2 separate regions of the Mus musculus genome follow, and region 1 is linked to region 2. The links are chromatin contacts, called in public HiChIP or PLAC-seq maps. All regions are on one chromosome and are shown on one strand. Each heading gives the region's core, a stretch centred on a gene start, on an enhancer-like site or on the middle of the called end of the contact. The rest is flanking DNA. Distances are from core to core; before and after follow the strand shown. Region 1 holds the start of Thap3 (THAP domain containing, apoptosis associated protein 3). Region 2 overlaps Camta1 (calmodulin binding transcription activator 1).

Evidence for each region. HiChIP or PLAC-seq counts read pairs in DNA pulled down with a chosen protein or histone mark.
Region 1: an H3K27ac HiChIP or PLAC-seq map of cardiomyocytes shows a contact between it and region 2, with 5 times the contacts expected there. The contact joins the promoter of Thap3 here to the enhancer-like site in region 2. A contact is called at or near these places in 3 of 39 promoter capture datasets (the 3T3-L1 cell line, hippocampal neurons and pre-B cells), 7 of 115 datasets of contacts at active chromatin or transcription factors (SST interneurons, astrocytes, cardiomyocytes and 4 more) and 1 of 9 other capture datasets (embryonic stem cells).

The regions. Positions count from the first base shown.
Region 1 is chr4:151,987,409-151,990,334 of GRCm38.p6, reverse strand. Thap3 (THAP domain containing, apoptosis associated protein 3) reads left to right here and starts at 1,349. Exons shown (of 4, transcript NM_175152.4): 1 at 1,349-1,452. The coding sequence starts at 1,379. It overlaps Phf13 (PHD finger protein 13), which reads left to right. Exons shown (of 4, transcript NM_172705.2): 4 at 1-704.
Region 2 is chr4:151,095,852-151,098,913 of GRCm38.p6, reverse strand. All of the region lies in intron 11 of Camta1 (calmodulin binding transcription activator 1), which reads left to right. Gm46899 (a long non-coding RNA gene) reads right to left here. Exons shown (of 2, transcript XR_001784582.2): 1 at 1,712-3,062; 2 at 1-1,325. Among named protein-coding and RNA genes, the nearest start is that of Gm46899, 5.9 kb to the right of the region's middle. Within about 2 kb of position 1,718, at least 13 of the 459 cell types and tissues checked have an H3K27ac peak or open chromatin away from gene starts, as enhancers often do. A contact at or near this core is called in cardiomyocytes, where this site is marked.

The DNA of each region.
Region 1 (2,926 bases), core at 100-2,599, 890 kb before region 2:
TCACCCAGTTTAACTTTCTTTCTTTTTTTAAATCCTGTTGCTCATATTAAAGTAGAAGTACTGCTGAGCTCTGTAGATTGTGCAGACCTCAAGGGGAGAGCTCTTCTAAAGAGAAGCTGTGATAGAAACAGTCTTGCCCCCAGGCTATTGTGTGGCTCTGATGGGACAAATACCCAGGACAAGTTAGAGGAATTTGCCAAAGACCTGCCCCATGACAGTTGTTGTCCAGTGTCTTCACCCTGAGAATAACCAAAGTTGCAGTAGTTTTTTTTTCTTTTTAAGTGCATTTAAGAATATGTGTGGTTTTGTTGTGGAACAGTGGAGCTGGCCATTATTACATGTGCTCAGAGATCAATGCCTCTGGAATACATTTGACATCTGTTTGTGTTTGCTTGCTTTGTTTTTAAGGGGATCTTTCCCTGTGGGTGGTGTCAGAATTTGGACACCTTGGTTTGGGGGTAGGTTGAGCTGGGCAGCTGCAATCAGCTTGTTTATGCAAACTGGGCGTGAGCCTCTCTGGGCTCCTGGTTGATGGCTAATGCTGGGAGGGAAGGGTCAGCCCCAAGTAGACCCTTCCCGTGGGCTTTGGCCAGGCCAGACACAACATCGTTTACATGTTCTGTGTAATTATAAAGTTTATGTGTATAAAGCAAGCTGTTTCTGTGAAACTGTATATTTTGTAAATAAAGATATTGCTACTTTGAGGTCTGTGCCTCCTTAGGTGTCCTGTGCTGAAAAAGGCTGTGGGTCTCCCCAGTTGCTTGTCAGATGGCGGATCTGGCAGAGCTGAACTGATGATGAAAAGGGACCATGACCCCTGCTCCACTTATCCAGTTAGCTCTCAAACCCAGTGTGCACTTTTGAAAGGCTTCCCTTTCCCTCAATTCCTGTCACACTTGTCTGTTCAGGTGTGCCGGCCACCCCTACCCTCTACCCCGCACTTGTCTGAGCTTTCAAAGCCACAGCCATTAGGGCCCTTTGAAGTTCGGACTGGTGAGGTGAGTCCAGTGCTAGGCATCTTCTGTCTGTATAGTGACCAGCTGGGTACCTCCCTTGGGATCCAAACCTTGTCTGAAGCTGAGATGAATGAAGTGTGAGTTCAAGGCCAGGCAGGCTCTGTACCTGTCTGTAACGGACAAACCCAGCCCTGCAAGCCAGAAACTTAGCTGAGTTAGGAGTCGACGCTTTTTTAGTCCAGGTTTCCAAAGTTGTTTACTTGGGCACAAGTTGTAGGAGGTATTCCTCAGCTCTAACTTCTTTAGGGAGCAGAGCAAGTCCTGCTCTGGCGCCCCGAGCCTGCGGACCCCGCCCCTCAGGCTCCGCCCCCCGAGGCCGCCGAGCCGCCATCTTTTTTAGGGGCAGTGGGCCCATCTCCGAGATGCCGAAGTCTTGCGCGGCCCGGCAATGCTGCAACCGCTACAGCAGCCGCAGGAAGCAGCTCACCTTCCACCGGTGAGGGATGGGGAAGCCGGGACCCGACCCTACGGAACGCTCGCGGGTCTCGGTGCACTGGGCGGGAGCTCCGGGAGGCCCAGGCCAGGGTTTGCAGGCGAGGTGGACCGGGACTGCGTAGAGGGGCCGGGCCGGGCGCGGGCGATGCTCCTGCGCGCGGCCTCACAGCCTGACCCCGCCGCCCCCTCCTCGCCTGGAAGCAGTAGGTGCTCAGTGCAAACTAGATGGGCGTGAGTGGCACCTGGCCGTGTCCCTGCTCTGGCCCCTTGCGCCTGCGTCACCTCGCGGGAGGCCTGGAGGAATGAGTGCTCCCAGGATGGCCGGGCCTCATGGCAGGGATTTCGGCTGTGGGAAGGTGGGAGATCCCCGGTTCTGCAGCCCTGGGACCCCTTTTCCCCAGCAAGACTCGTGCTGAGCCCTTTCTAGGGAAGCACCCTTCAACTGCTCCGGCTTCGAGCGATGTCTGTGCCTTCAGGGCTCAGTTCCTGGCAGCCCGCACCCTGTACACTTTGAATGTTTCTGCTGAAGAGTAGCAACCATAGAAAAATACACACATCAGTTGGCAGCCCACAGACGTCTCCGCTGGCATCCACTTACAGTCTTTTCTCCCACCAGCCCACAGGGATAGCTTGCATGTGGGCTGCGTGGCTGTGGCGAGGTTTGAACCTTAAGAAATGGAATCTCTCTCTCTCTTCCTTCCGGGCCCTGCGAGAGTCATCCTTGCCCCACAAGCACTATTCTGCATAGTATTCCATTGACCACGAGCCAGGATGTGTGCTCTGCATGGAAGGGCCTCCGGGTGGCTGCATGGGTAGTTATCAGGTATCTGAGTTGCCAGAAACTCGGGGGAACACTCACCTCTGCCCGCTCTCATTCTTTGTTTTTAAGTTAAATTCATTTGTGTGTAGAAGAATCCTCCACCCTCTTGCCATGTCTCCCATGGGATGGATGGTCAGAGGACAGTTTCTTTCCTGTTTTGTGGGGCCACAGGGATTTTGCCAGGTGTCTTATCTATTTTAATAGCCACCTCCTCCATTGAGACCAGGCCCTTTTCTGTAGTTCTGACTGAAGTCAGTGAATAGAGCTATGTACCCAAAACTGGCTTTGAACACTCAAAAAAAAAAAAAAAAAAAAAAAACACCCCCTCCCTTAATGCATGCTGGCATCCTGTCTGGGAGACTTTTATATTTTACTTTGTGTTGGAGATGGAGCTCAGGCCTTCCAGAGTAGTGGGTAGGCAGGTGCTCTACACACCTTGACTTTTTTTTTGGTTTTGTTTTTTCGAGACAGGGTTTCTCTGTGTAGCCCTGGCTGTCCTGGAACTCACTCTGTAGACCAGGCTGGCCTCGAACTCAGAAATCCACCTGCCTTTGCCTTCTGAGTACTGGGATTAAAGGCATGAGCCACCACGCCTGGCCACACCTCCGAATTTTTAAACTTTTTTGTTTTGTTTTTCAAGATAGGATTTCTCTGT
Region 2 (3,062 bases), core at 469-2,968:
ACCCCTGCATCTGGAGGTGGAGGTAGAAGAATAAGGAGGTTGATGGTCCATCTTGGCTAAATAGTGAGTTTGAGGTACATGACAGCCAGGATCAAACAAATAAAACAAAAGCAAGAAATTGGTTTTAATAACTTGGTTAGAAAAAACAAGCCACCATAGAAACGGCAGTAGCTTGTTACTGCTGTCACATCTTACCTTTCAGATGGGGGAAATCACTTATGTGCCAGATATTTCTCAGTGTGTATTTCCCTCCCTCCCTTTTTTTTTTTTTTCTTTTTTAACTCAGGGACTTTACATAGCCCTGGCACTTACTGGGTAAACCAGGCTGGCCTTAACCTCCCAGGGGTCCACCTGCTTCTGCCTCCCCAGCACTGAGACTAAAGGTGTGCACCCACCATGCCCGGCTCAGCGTGTCTCTGTATGTTGAGAAGCTGTGTTGGGCTGTGGGGGATATAACCTGGTGGCCTATGTTTTGTGCATCAGACTATATTCTCTTCAGCCAGAGGCTGAGTTCGCATGTTTTAGACCCTTTTTGGTTAACAAAGCTTGAGCTGTCTTGGTTATTACAGCTCTATAGCCCTAGTTCAGGTACAATGTGAGTCTCTTCCTGTCCCTCTTCCCCAGACTCTTCCCCAAGGATTTTAAGTGGCTTTCGCTAACACCGATAACCGTGGAACTACAACCTGTCTTCACTTGAGTACCCTGTTCATGCCTCTGACAGTCCTGCCGGCTTTGCTTCTCAGTCCTCAAGTATTAGGGGTTTTGCTCTGAATTTCCTTCGTACAAATCAGTTAGCTTTCCTCCCACCCTCATGTCTTCCTGTCTGCCCTCCAGGTCCCAGGCTAGCACTCTGGCTTTGAAAAACCTCCAGCTTTGGCATAATCCAATCCCCCTGTGTCTGTCTGATGTCTCCTTTTCTGTTTATCATATTTCTTTTATTAACATATACTCTACTCATTGTCTGAAATTATGGGCTTCATTGTGTATTGCATTTTCTCAGTGACCTGTAATCGTTGAGGCCACCCATGGATTTGACTGCCTTTTGGAAAGTTCATGTACTTAAAGGGGCACTGAATGAAGTGGGCACTGACCTTGGCCGGAGCCCTATTCTCTTTGGTTCTAATTCACTGCCTTGACTCTCAGGTGGATCCGTCCTTTATTGACAGCAAGGTCAGTTCTTGCAGTACCTTGGGGCTCTTTCCTACTTAATGCTCTGCAGGGACAGCCGAGCTCCGTGGGCACCCCATGAAACCTTGGAGGGGAGGATCCCTGGAGAATAAGCGTGCCGCTGCTCCTCTTGCGCCTCTGGCTCTCTTATTGGACGACTGCAGGTGGGAGAGAACGGGAGAGAATCATTAAGTTAGCACTGCTCCTCTTTGCTGCCACACCAGCCAGTTGGCTTTGTTCGGCAGCCTCTCGGAAGAGTCTTTGGGCATTCCTAAGACTCTCGGTCAGAGTTGTGTGGAACAAAGACACAGAGGAGAAACTGGAGCGCCAAAGCCACGCAGATGGAAGCAAGTGGGGGAGAAACCCTCACTAGGACAGGAGTTCCAGAGTTCTGGTCGGTAGAGTTGGAGGGCTTTTCAAAAGTGGAGTGTGGCAGGCTTTTTCCTAAGGCTAAATTTAGCAGTTGCTTTGGAAAATCGGAGTGGTACAGTGTGTGCCTTATCGTGGTCCGGCCTCCCCTTCCCTCCGCACTTGGACATCTTACGTGGCTTGTCAAGGAGCAGCAGCCTAATGGACTCCGGTGGCCCCGTGTATTCTGGGAAGGAATGAAGTGACTTCATGTCCCCATCTTTCCGAGCTTCCTGAAACATTTAGGAGGTTTCCTAAGCAGCAATTACAGTTCTTCACAGAAATAGTCACAGCCATACCTCCTCCTGCCTGGTCAGCCCTTGCTGCTGCTGAAGCCAAAGGCTGTAAATGGAACGAGAGACGGCTTCTCGTCCCCCGTCCAAATAGCAACAGGAGGCACATGTGCACTTGAGACACAAATAGCGTGTTTTAAAATAGCAGATGGTATTTGATGGTTGCCCCTTCATTCATTTACCTGCCAAGGCAAACTTTCTCCCACTCTGGCAACAAGACTCTAAGTGGCTCAGCGTGTATGACACGCCTTTCTGCCTGGGCCTCGCATCTGCAGCTATCCGTGCCCAAGCATGCATCTGAGGTGGTCCTAGGAAAATATTTCTTTTGTTTCACATCATGAAAAGTTCGTGTTGACACAGCAAGTTCACCTGACGGACTTGTTTAACACTTCGGTAACTTATCACAGGCTCTACCTTGGGTGCCGGTGAGCTCCGCGCTGGTCGTTTGCAGAGCCCATTTCCCAAGTGCAAAGGGGGGCACCTGACAGTTAGGGGTCAGTGATATTTTTAGTGTGCAGCACCAGTGGCTGCAGAAAAGTGACATTGCTCTGCTAGGAAATTCCAGCTTGTGTCTGTGAGGACGTCACATGGTAGGGTCTTGCTTCCAGGCCTCTGGGCCAGCACTGTGTAGTGACATCATCTCTTTACCTGAGCTGGGAAAAAAGAAAAAAAAAAAACAAAAAACAAAACAAAACGAAGGCTGGATGCCAGGAAAACACAGCGTTTTTTTTTTTTTTCATCTGCCTTCCAAGTCAGCTCCGCTGCGTTTTGACCATTTCATCCAATCCCTCTCCGCCCACTGAAGGAAGCAGTAAGAACTGCTGGTTGGTGCATAGATCCACTGTGGCAGGGAAATCTGCTGAGTCCTTGGCCCGTCGGTAAATGACCTCATCAATAACTTGGCTCCCAGGTGCTTAAATTAGAAAAGAGTACTCCTTCCACCGAGCTCTCGCTCCGCCTTTGCCAGAGTCCTGCGTCCCGAAAGCCCATAGTCTTGCCAGTAGTGGGATGGCGTATAGGAAAGTAAGTGTGTACTGTTGGCTGAGGTTTTTCTCTTAAGACAGAGGGCAAGACCGGGAAGGGCACCTGGGCTCAGTGGAAAGAACAACACTTTGGATTCTAGCCTGTGTTCTGATCTCCGTCCTGATCTTAAACAGCCTGAGCTTGGCTAAGTAAGCCATGGCTTTCTCCTCT